Linked DNA regions of Danio rerio: region 1 is linked to region 2. Evidence: chromatin contacts called from public Micro-C data. All regions are on one chromosome and are shown on one strand. Each heading gives the region's core, a stretch centred on a gene start, on an enhancer-like site or on the middle of the called end of the contact. The rest is flanking DNA. Distances are from core to core; before and after follow the strand shown.

Region 1 (2,953 bases), core at 307-2,806, 130 kb before region 2:
ATACAAGGGGAAAACACATCAGTAAAAATGTTCACACTGAAGCCCATGATTAGGCAAAAAATAAAACATGTCAAAATTAAAAGTTAATGTAAAATAATATATTTATAAATAAAATAGGATATTAAAATGAATAGAATATTGAAATATAATTATTTGAAATTATATATATATATATATATATATATATATATATATATATATATATATATATATATATATATATATATATATATATATATATATATATATATATATAAAATAGACAAAATTTACTTAGTGACATGTTGTTCCAAACCTATAAAACATTGGCAGTCTTCAAAAATTAAATGGCACATCCATTTTTAATAGAGCAATCCATTGTTGGTCCAGGTAATCATTCTTTAGAATATTTGAAAAGGTTATGAAGGCATTGTTTGAGTATCCATACCAAATGGGCTTTATTTATCTACATACAATTAAAATCAGTATTATTGGCCCTCCTGAATTATTAACTCCCCTGTATATCTTTCCCCCAATTTCTGTTTAACGGAAAAAGATTTTCTTTCTAAACATAAGAGTTTTGATAACTAGGTAAGTTAGGCGCGCAGGCAATTGCCTTTCACACTGACTGCGTCTGCAGTGCACAGCTCATGGGCAGCTGCATGTTCTCCCCGTGGTGGCGTGGGTTTACTCCGGGTGCTCCGGTTTCCCCTACAAGTCCAAAGACATGCGATATAGATGAATTTGGTAAGCTAAATTGTCTGTAGTGTATGAGTGTGGATGAGACTGTATGGGTGTTTCCCAGTGATGGGTTGCAGCTGGAAGGGCAAGCGCTGCGTAAAACATGTGCTAGGTAAGTTGGCGGTTCATTCTGCTGTGGCGACACCTGATTAATAAAGGGACTAAGCCAAAAAGAAAATGAAAGAATGAATGAATGAATGAATGAATGAATGGATTTATTTTATGAAGACTTACTGAATCAAATCTGAACATGGCTCAGTCTTATGGCCCTAAAATGTTCAATGAGCGTTTTCACTTCTTGGTGAACTAACCCTTAAACCAGCTACACTTCCTTGACTCCTTGACCACACAGCATCACATGGAAAAAGCATTCCCACTAATCAGCATAATCCAAACTGAACCTAAATGGAAATTCCTTCTTGTCTAACCTGGTATTTTCAGCAGGGTGCAGCTGGCAATTACTCAAGTCAAATTGCTAGTATTACTGTTGTCTGAACATGCACCACCTTACTTACCATTGCATCCTCCCGCAGGTCTGTAGCCTCTCGCAGAGGCCCACTGGCAGGCCGGAAAGTGTCATCCAGCACTTTGATGCCTGTGTTACGCAGGGTGACATACTCTCGTCCCCGCCGCACACCTCTGCGGACGGACAGACCCCGTCTCTGAGCCTTTCCTCCACCTCTGCGGTTGGTGATGGCGATGTGTATGAACAGGCTGGCATGGGGCAAAGGGTCTCCAGCGAGGCCCAGCAAGGGCACATTTCTGTAACCGGGCTGTAGACACTCAAACGCGATGGTGTACTGGCCAATGAAGTCATCGCCTATATAATCATCATCCAGAACAACGAAACGCAGCAGGGCTAGTTCAGGCATGTTCACCTGGAAGGAGAAAACAGTGAGTGTATTTGTGTGCAACAACTACTACACAAGCAGACATAAAGACAATTAAACTCTAGGGTGTGTAAAAAGACCCTCTGAAATATGAAGCATGCAAACTGTATAACACCACAGAATATGATAGCTAAAACACCATTTGCATGAATCTATTTAAATATGAAAATACTTAGCATGCATGCACACACAACATCACTTGAGCACCTGGTTATGTAGGACAAACTCGCACATAAATTAGCAAGGACGCTATTAAAATCATACATCTTGAGGAGCATTGATATAACCGTGGAACTGTTACAAAATGATAATGTAGCTTAATAGTATTTGAATTTCATTGCTTCTCTTGTGACAGAAAAAATTTTTATATATGTAATTAGGTCATTTGAATATCTCCAACAAAACATAGAGTACAGTCTTTCATTAAGATGTGTGTGTCTAAGCATATTCATGATATGTAGGTGATATTCATGTGTGTATACAGTACAGGGCCAAAAGCATGCACTAACATACACAAGCAAAACAAGTGAGACAAAAAAATAGTTATGTCACTCTGACTATGCATATTCATACTAAACAAATGCAGAGAGAAAATCTGGCAGGAAAACAGACAACAAAGATAAAATGCCTGAGCTGGTAGAAAACACCCACACAGGCGCCTGGACAGAACTCTGAACAACAGAAAATAGTTCACGGCAGGTTTGCAGCATCTCAGAACAACATGTTTGTATACATGGATGCTCCAATTTAATCAAGTCCACAAACTAAAGTTTAGCAAAATATTACCATGATTTCAGACATGTGCCATTGTAAGACTACATGTTGAGACTATGATTTCATGCTAAAACCCAAATAAGTAAATATTATGACATATAAAGATCACTGTACTTTGATTGAGTATCACTCTTTAAAAGATATTAAAGTTACATAAGTGACATAAATATGTTAAAGTGACATTTTTTTTTACCTTTTAACTGTCTCTGTACCCATACACTACCTGACAAAAGTCTTGTCGCCTATCCAAGTTTTACGAACAACCCAGACATGCTCAATAATGTTCATATCTTTTGACTGGGCTGGCCAATCCCGGAGCACCTTGACCTTCTTTGCCTTTGAGAACTTTGATGTGAAGGCTGAAGTTTGCACTCTGCAGATCTCTTGCATGGCCCCATACCGAGTTTAACCCAAAATCATAATTTTTCCTTTACCAAACTTGACTTATTTTTGTGAGAATCTTGGGTCCATGCAGGTTCCAAAAGGTCTTCAGCAGAATTTGTGACGATTGGGATGCAGTTTAACAGATAATTTATCAGAAACTACCTTCTGCCACTTTTCTGAATGAT
Region 2 (2,763 bases), core at 8-2,507:
TCAACTCTTGAACACAACTAATTTCATGCCACCTAGTTTCTTGATTATTATATTCTCAATAATAATAACACACTATCATGAAAGGTTTAAAGCTCAAAAGCTTTCTAAAAATCCTGTTTATCCTAATTGATTATTTTAATGTATTAGTATTAAAACAACAAAAAGACAAAATACTTTTAATCAGCAAAGAGATATAGTCAAAATCCATGATGATTTATTCAAACAAAACAGTGTAAACAACCATGTAAAGGAAAACAAGCTAGCTGAATGTCGCTTTCAGTTAAGCAAACTATCTAAGCATCAGAGTTAAGACTTTGTCATCAGTACAAAGAATATCAGGGTCATTGAAAGTGATTAAACCCTTCTCAAAACCTTCAAAGAAGTAAAAGCTCTCACTTGTTGCACAGCCAAGGTGCTGTCCATTTCTTCAAAAGACTCATCAGACCAGTTATAGAAGTCCTACAACACCCAAAAACAAGATTGTAAACAAGTCAGTAAAATCAACACTAGAATAATTCTAAAAAAACTGATGTCAACAATACATACATGATCAAAATATCCTTCACTTGACTTAAATTTTGCCCGCAGTTAGATTACATTAACACATTCCTTATGTTGCAATCATAGTTTTAATGCACAGTAAAACTATAGTAAATCGTCCCAAACGTAATGACAATTTCTTGACAAATAATTGAGAAAAAGTACCTAGGGGGTTACCTAGGAGTACCTACTTAATGCTGCAGGACACTGTCAATGAACTTTGTTGTGTTTTAAACATAATAATTTAATGTAAATACATATTCAGCAATGTTCATCCGGGTATTTGTAGACGGCTGCTAGCTGACTGCTGTTCGCCAAATAACTAGATCATAAAACCTCTAATATCAGGCCCCTCTTGTCTCTTATTTCACTCTATATACAAGTACTTTTGGAAAAGCAAGCAAATCATATTACGGACAAATATTTAACAAAATACACAGTTAAAACCCCTTCTTTAAGGATCATTAGTTTTCTAGGCTAACTGTTAGCTTAGCTCTTTAGCATATCTGCGGCTTCCGCTGGCAGAAGAACAAATTGTTTTTTACGCTAATAGTACATTAGGATGTGCTCCACGAACAGGTCTGAGTTTGAAAGAGAGCGTCAACTTGTTATAAGCTGTTCATTTTACCTTCGCCTTGGTGCCTGGTCTATTCCTCCTCAGAACAGCTGTGCCCTCCGCCATGACCATCTCGACAGATTTAGAGTTTGATTGACAGCGCGCCCCCAATGGACGAGCCCGGCTACTACAGGAGCAGCTCGGATACAGTGAAACTCAAAATATTAAACGGTGAAGATGCATTTATGATTTTATTCCATCTTACATCGAGTGTTATCTATTTTCCAGATCCTTTTTCCTCTAGATTCTAGTTAATAAGAAGTCCATTATGCAGTCAGATGCATAAATATAAGCATCTGACAGAGCAGTTTGCCTAGCTAGTTTGCATGAGATAATCCGTGTTTTCATTCTTTTTTTATGCAGCTAATTTAATAACATTTTATGTCTGACATAATAGAAAAATATATAAAAATAGGTGACTAACTTAACATAAGCCCATATGGACTTATGAAACTGGCCCCTATGGGGAAACCCCAGTTGGCATCTCATTCAGCCTTCACTTATTCCATGTTGCCAATTTTAAGCCATCATGGCTAATGGAGTTCTGCTGGGATTACAAACCATTGTTTTTCTTTTTAAATGACTTGAAGTTCTTCTTGTACAAATACAATCACTTGTGTCAATTCATATTTCTGATTTTGGTTTCCTTTTCTTTAATAAAAATAACACAGCTCAGCAATTATAGTAGGCCAGTTTTTTTATTCTATTCATATATTCTATTCAAATATTGGGGATACTTGTGTTTTTTTGGTTCTTGACAGTCCCTTATTCTTTTTATTATTCAGATTTTTTTTAAATATATGACTTTTATGGGTATATTTTACTCTTTATATCTTATATAGGTTCTTAAGTAATAACCAATATAATAAATATAGTTAAATATACGCATAAGCAAGAATATTGTATTTCAGAATAATCAAGAAATAAGGGACTCAAGCACTAAAACTACACTAGTTTGACAATAAATAGTCATTCAATGCTAGCTGATATTAAAAAAAAACTTTTTAAAACTAACAAAATCCAAGTTATAAGTCATTGTTCACTCTCATAAGAACAAAAACATTAACTTAAACATTTGGAAAACAGAGAAATGAAAGTGGATTGTAACGGACTTTTACATTTTTGGGGGTGAACTCTCTAATTAAAATGTATTGTTTACAGTGCAGGTTAAAGCAAAAAAAAGGAAGGGTAATGAGCAGTTGTCAATGTAAATCAAGTCTTATTTGGGTTCTTTACCATTTATTTTGAGCACTGTGGTGGTATCCTGCTAAGTTTTAAGCAGATTACCACAAGTATTACAGGATTTAGAAACAGGTGATTACATATAAGGCAATAGTAAGAATAATCAGATGGTGTTGTTTTCTGTATGCAAATCTAAGCTTGATTGTGATTTGTAATCTACTATATTGAATAGTTTTTCTTTTTTTTTTTAATCGATAAACATGTAGGAGATCGGTGTCTTGAAATTCTGCAGTTAGAAAAATAATCGAATGTTATCGTTAAATGGCCAATGGCACCATCTGGTGATGACTTTGTGAACAAAATTTGGGACTTGTAAAAGCAAGCAGTAAATGTTGTCATGCACTTCACATTTAAGACTCTCAAAT

The links. Hi-C and Micro-C count contacts between places; a contact is called where the count stands out from the background.
Region 1: a Micro-C map of caudal fin shows a contact between it and region 2, with 4 times the contacts expected there. The contact joins the enhancer-like site here to the promoter of mob4 in region 2. A contact is called at or near these places in 3 of 18 Hi-C or Micro-C datasets (caudal fin, embryo and fibroblasts) and 1 of 4 datasets of contacts at active chromatin or transcription factors (embryo).

What each region holds. Positions count from the first base shown.
Region 1 is chr9:34,120,419-34,123,371 of GRCz12tu, reverse strand. It overlaps plcl1 (phospholipase C like 1), which reads right to left. Exons shown (of 8, transcript XM_001921763.9): 4 at 1,236-1,598. Among named protein-coding and RNA genes, the nearest start is that of plcl1, 84 kb to the right of the region's middle. Within about 2 kb of position 1,556, at least 2 of the 62 cell types and tissues checked have an H3K27ac peak or open chromatin away from gene starts, as enhancers often do. A contact at or near this core is called in caudal fin, where this site is marked.
Region 2 is chr9:33,985,507-33,988,269 of GRCz12tu, reverse strand. mob4 (MOB family member 4, phocein) reads right to left here and starts at 1,257. Exons shown (of 8, transcript NM_001003439.1): 1 at 1,169-1,257; 2 at 397-459. The coding sequence starts at 1,228.